Regions from separate parts of the Gasterosteus aculeatus genome. Here region 2 is linked to region 1. A link is a contact called in public Hi-C data. All regions are on one chromosome and are shown on one strand. The core of a region is the stretch at or near the end of the contact, and the rest is flanking DNA. Distances in the headings are between cores, read along the strand shown. Region 1 overlaps wdfy3 (WD repeat and FYVE domain containing 3). Region 2 holds the start of wdfy3 (WD repeat and FYVE domain containing 3).

What was found. Hi-C and Micro-C count contacts between places; a contact is called where the count stands out from the background.
Region 2: a contact with region 1 is called in a Hi-C map of whole body, with 9 times the contacts expected there. The contact joins the promoter of wdfy3 here to the enhancer-like site in region 1. A contact is called at or near these places in 5 of 6 Hi-C or Micro-C datasets (liver, skeletal muscle, tail fin and 1 more).

The regions. Positions count from the first base shown.
Region 1 is chr13:21,294,627-21,297,326 of fGasAcu3.hap1.1, forward strand. wdfy3 (WD repeat and FYVE domain containing 3) reads right to left here. Exons shown (of 66, transcript XM_078086280.1): 19 at 2,671-2,700; 20 at 2,397-2,578; 21 at 2,051-2,282; 22 at 1,810-1,970; 23 at 681-792; 24 at 416-606; 25 at 121-273. Among protein-coding and RNA genes, the nearest start is that of cds1, 23 kb to the left of the region's middle. Within about 2 kb of position 1,390, at least 2 of the 9 cell types and tissues checked have open chromatin away from gene starts, as enhancers often do.
Region 2 is chr13:21,330,154-21,333,036 of fGasAcu3.hap1.1, forward strand. wdfy3 (WD repeat and FYVE domain containing 3) reads right to left here and starts at 1,478. Exons shown (of 66, transcript XM_078086280.1): 1 at 1,183-1,478.

The DNA.
Region 1 (2,700 bases), core at 140-2,639:
GCTTTTGGCAACAACAAAAAAAACGACTGCCTGATTGTGGCCTGAAGAGAAACTCCTAAAAAAGGTCCAACCCGCTGTGGAATTCGAGCTCTTCCCCTCATCTGGTCAACATGTGCTCACCTCAAAGTCACAGAGCAGGTCCTGGAAGGCGGTGGAGTTGGGAATGATGGAGGTCTCGTGGCCGCTGTCGACCGTCCCCACCAGGGAGAAGGTGAGGTGGAGGATGTGGCTGTTGAGCAGCGAGCGCTTCTTCTTCAGCAGCATAGCCAGCAGCTGCAAGGGAGGGGGGAGGAGTCAACGAGTCAACGCCACATGGCGCCGCGTGGCCGTGAACATGCTGTGAATCCCGCTTAAGGGGTCAACTCAAACTGGTTGTAACTGGTTGGAGTTTATGGTCACGTGACCGGCGTCAAACCTGGTAGCCTCGGATGCGCTCCATCTCCTTGCTGGCCAGCGGGTTGCTTTTCACAACACACACCAGAGCCTTGACCGCAGCATACAGCCCCTCCACGTCCGACGCCATGGCGACCAGGCCCAAGATGGCCGCCGCCCCGCCCACATACTGCAGGTTGGTGGCGACGGGTTTGGCCACGAACACGCGGACGCCTGAAGGGGGGAGAACCGTGGGATGTTCATGGAGCTCGTCCCCTCCACCGCAGATTCCCAGTTACTTTGTTTACCTAAATATCCGATGACAGCGGCTCCAATGGTGCGCGCCGGCCCGTTGAGGTGGCCCGCGGCGTTGTGGATCAGCTTGACCGGCGTGGCGTTCTCATGAGAGGACACGGTGAGCTACAGAGGGAGGGAGGACAATCCGTTGAGAAGCAGCGGTGGTTTCCAAAGAACACAGAGAGCCGGGTTTTTCCCCATAAAACAAAAAGGCCCGGTTCCCTTTTCTCGGGTTAAATGGAATGACAACGGAACCTCATAGTGACTCATACTGGTAAACAACACAGGAGCCAACGGCCACGAAGAAACGGATCGTCTGTTTCATAGTGGATTTATAAATCGCAGCATCAGAATTCAATCTTGTATCAAGGTCTGGCTTTATGGAAAGATTTATTTCAGCCAGTTCAAATTAAATATAGACCCAATTTAGCAAGTCAGCACGAAAAGAAAGACACCACACTACCGTGAAATACCAATGCGGATCATTTGAACATCATTTAGCGAGTAACGGCGTTAGATATGATGTCATGTGACATTTGCCGCGTCCTAACGAAACCAGCGGTGTTCTTTCTGAGAGGAGAACACGGCTCGTTCTCCCTTCCTGCACTACGAGTCGCTGCGGCAGCAGAAATGCTGCCTCTTCACTTCACTTCACTTTGCCGTCTGCTTCCTGCAGGTTCGCCGAGAGCCGAGGCTCAGCGGGCGGAGAGCAGTGCATGCTGGGAAGTAACCGTGACAGGTGGGGAGAAAGATAAGGACGGAGCAGGACCTCATTCAGAGCTCAAAACACACACAATGGAATGGTATATATATATATATATATATATATATATATATATATATATATATATATATATATAAATAAATATGTGTGTGTGTTTTTGTGTGTTTAATCCACTGTTATTATCATTAAGATGGAATTTCCATTTATATAATTGATGGCTGGATAAACTGTACTCAGCTGCTAATATTTCAACAAGTCGTGTTTTGAGTTAATGCCGAAAATTCTCGTTTTTCTTCAGTACCGATCGGACACCAACAGGGAAAACTTGATGATCAGCAGGGATTATTAACTCATCTGTAGATAAAGACCTGTAAGGAGACACGGTAACATTCCGTAGGCGGCTCCACCGTTCTGACCTGTTTGGCGATGGCTTTGCTGTCCAGTTTGTTGTAGACCTTCCTGATCTTGGCCACGGTGAGCGTGGAGACGGAGAGCGCGTAGAGACTGAAGGACACCTTCTCCTCCGGCACCAGCGCCACCAGGGAGGCCGGGGCCCCCTCCGCCTTCGAGTCTTTGCCTGGGACATCGATAAGGACGGTTAGAAAAAGGAGAAACCTTTGGAGAGATCGTGAGGGTTGACGGTACGGATGGACTCACAGGGCAGGTAGACGGCCTGGAAGCTGCCCACGTAGATGGGCCCCAGCTCGAAGACGGCGGCGACGCTGGCGGCGGGCAGGACCTCCTCCAGGAAGTGACTCGGGCCCAGACGCCACACCAGGCTGGAGAGCTGGCGCTGGGCGGGCGGCGTCCCCACGTACCCGTAGACGGTGCTGAGCACGGGGGGGTTGGTGGAGCCGGAGCCGCCCGGGGCGCTGTGGACGTAGTGGAGCTGGAGAGGGCGGAGACGCGTTAAAAAAAAAAAAACAGGCACCAACCGCCAACTCAAATTCCTCGTATGTTTTTTTTTAATTCGGTCTTAATTCAGATAATTCACACGCGTTACCTTGACGGTGTTGACGAGCTGCCCGTCGAGGTACAGCGTGGCCATGCTGTTCTTCAGCATGCCTTTGCTCATCACCAGCACCAGGTGGTGCCACTGGCCCTCCGCGATCAGCTCGCCGCAGCGGAAACGAGCGCAGCAGGGCAGGATCTCGTAGAAGGAGGGGTCCTCGCTGGAGTCATCCGCTGCTTGGTGGTGGTGGGGGGGGGCATAATTGACATTATGCAACGGACTGAGGTCCTTAAAAGCCATTCTGTGTTCCTGCCCCGGTACTCACAGTGCGACTGCAGCAGCTCCTCCTTGGTGG
Region 2 (2,883 bases), core at 228-2,727, 36 kb after region 1:
CTTTGGCACAGAATCACAGATATTCAGGCACTTGCTTCACAGTAAGCAAACAGCGATGCCCGGATTGCATAAAGAGAAAAGCATGAATCATTTTTGTTGCGTATTATTCGGGAAGTCAAGCAGATAACACTGATTTCTAATACTACGCATTTTTAAAAAAAATACTCCTTGCACTTCATCCTTTCATACCTATCGAGAACCTTTTAAGCGTTTGGACCGCAAACAGCACATCTGTCTGATCGCCGCCCGGATCTCCTGCACGGACAAAACCTGCAGGAAACGTCATGTGACCTGTGTCTTCCGCACGCACGCGCACACGCAAAAGTGTGTGACAACATTGGCAGCGGCGCACGCGCCGAGCCGCCGTCGGGTCCGTAGGTGAGGCGTCCGCGCCGTCAGCCGTGTCGCCGCGAACAATGCCCCGGTCAGTGGGGGGGCGCGCGCGGGCTCGCGCGGGCGGGTACGCGCAGGTGACCAAGTCGCACATCAGGCGCACAGCTGGGCACGAAATGAGGCCGATGTAATCGCCCTGAATGCGCCAGTCACTGCGGCGTTGATGGGAGCGGGAGACGACTTGTGGTGACGTTGCAGCCCCCCCCCCCCCCGGTTTACCCCGTTAATTAACGTTAAAGTTCAGTCATCAATCCAGCCGACGCCACAAGACGTTAGCTGTGCCCCCCCGACGGGTAACTGACCCCGGCGGCGTCTCCCTGTCACCATTTAACGTGCATTAGGGAGACGCCGCGGGGTGGGGTGGGGGGCGCTGGGTGGAAACACAACACGTTAAATGTTTAAATACCGAAACGCCTCCGGCTACGTTGGCTTAACGGCATTAGTGTCCGTTAGCTGGCTAGCTAGCTAGCTAGCGCCGGCTGATCGCGCTAGCATCGCAGCATCTCAACCACAACTGTCGAGCCGAACGGGAACGTCGGCCTTCAATAGAAAATACGTTGCAAATAAAAAGGGTGTTTTGCCTTTCAATATTAATACTGGACAGGCAGAGTGTTCGTGGACGTCGCCGCTGGAATGCTAACGGCGGCCGTAACGCGTCTGCGGTAGAAAAGGGACAGTTAACCCGAGATGCACATTCCTGTCCGTGTTAGCCAACTAGCGTGCTAGGCGGCTAGCGGCGCTAGCCAGCCGCTCTCCGCCGTCTCCTCGTCGTGTCCACGGTCCACTCACCGGTACGCGGCAGAGTCCTGCGGCTAGAAAGTCGACGAAATCCCTCCAATAGGTCAGTAGCGTGTGGCACTCCTCGCATATCCATATGTCACGGCGCGATGCCGTACTCCACAAGAAGTGGTCACTGCTTCCCCTCCTTCCTCCCGGTAGCCATCTTTCCTCAACATCAAAATAAAGCCAGCGCGTCCCGAACAGCATCCTCCTCTCCGCCGGCGGCGAGGCCGCGTCCGGAGGGCGACCCCGACACCTGCCGGGGGGACGCCAGAAGACACGCGGCCTTTATTGTACATGTTTACGGGACACATGCGTGGGATCACATGTTTATCTTTTGCTGGAACCAACAGGAGATTGTGCGATAATTTACACACAAATAAATCAACTTTGTAATTATTATTAAGAATTATTTGAATGTCAATATTTGTTCCTATGCAAAATCCTACAATAACACTTTGCTTTTTTTTTCTACTGCAAAAAGTTCTCTCTTTGCAAGGAAGCACAACGCTTGATTTTCCTGATGTCTCCTGCAGAAAACTCAAGTCTGGCTCATGAACGTTGTATTATCGACGATGGGGCACCAGGTGACAGCAGTTCTCAATCGACTCACATTCAATCAAAGCCACTGTGTGGTTTCCTGTGACAAACCACACGCCACAGTAACCTCAGCCGGTGAAAGTGAGTCATTCTATGATAATTGTTCTTCAAAAGAACAAGTTTCCAGGTATCTTGTGACAATCGCTTTGGTTAGACGCATTTTCCCTTTTACATTTTAACCAGACTTTACCACTTTATCTAGTTTTCATTGGTTGTATGTAAAAAAAAAAAACATGTCAAACTGGGCAACAATTTCTTGATTTAATTTCTGAGGTGACTAAATTGAACATGCATTCTATCTAAATGGGTCTTTAAAGCCCTCATATCTGATTTTTTTAATTGAAATAGTGAGTTTGGCCAAATCCGGTGGTAGAATTAGAAATGCATGATTGCACCAATTTCCACCAGGATTCTTTCAATTTCTGCAGCCTTAAAGCCAAATTCATAGTTAGTGGCTTTTCATCTGGATGGCTTCCCGAAGTGGCTGACGGAGCAGTCCCACCACCAACAAGAGCTTTAGTGAGGAATGAATCTCATCAGAAGGACGAAGCTGCAGGTCTTTGAGTGCTGAGAAGGAGGAAAATCCCAAAAGTTGATAAAAAAAATGAAAGGTAGTAGCTTTGAAAATGTATTAGTAATGACCAAGACCTGCAACAACCAGGCAAAGACCCCACAGAAACACAAAAGGACACAAAAACGGCAGCTACATCTCACCGATATTCAACATGGGGGCCGGTGGGAATTTCTCACCATGGAAATGATTGCGTAAACACAAAGGAAAGGAACAACAATGCAATGCATGTCTTCAAACCTCTAATACAAGCCTGAACATGAAGCTCACTGTGACTGTGCCATGCGAGAAAACGAAACTTTAAAAGCACTTCTGTGGAGATGCTGCCTCCTGTCAATCACTCGCCAATGCCCCAAAATTCAGAGTAAATGGCCGTGGCTGCGTTTACTCCCACAATGGGCGCATTCAGTGGAATCCACGTCAGCAGCCCACAGCGGGTCGGTTCAGTTCCTCTGGTCAGTTAAAATACCAGAGAATCTCAATTCCAGCGAAAGAGAGAGTCACACAGGTTTCAATTCGGCATAAATGTTGTTTAATAA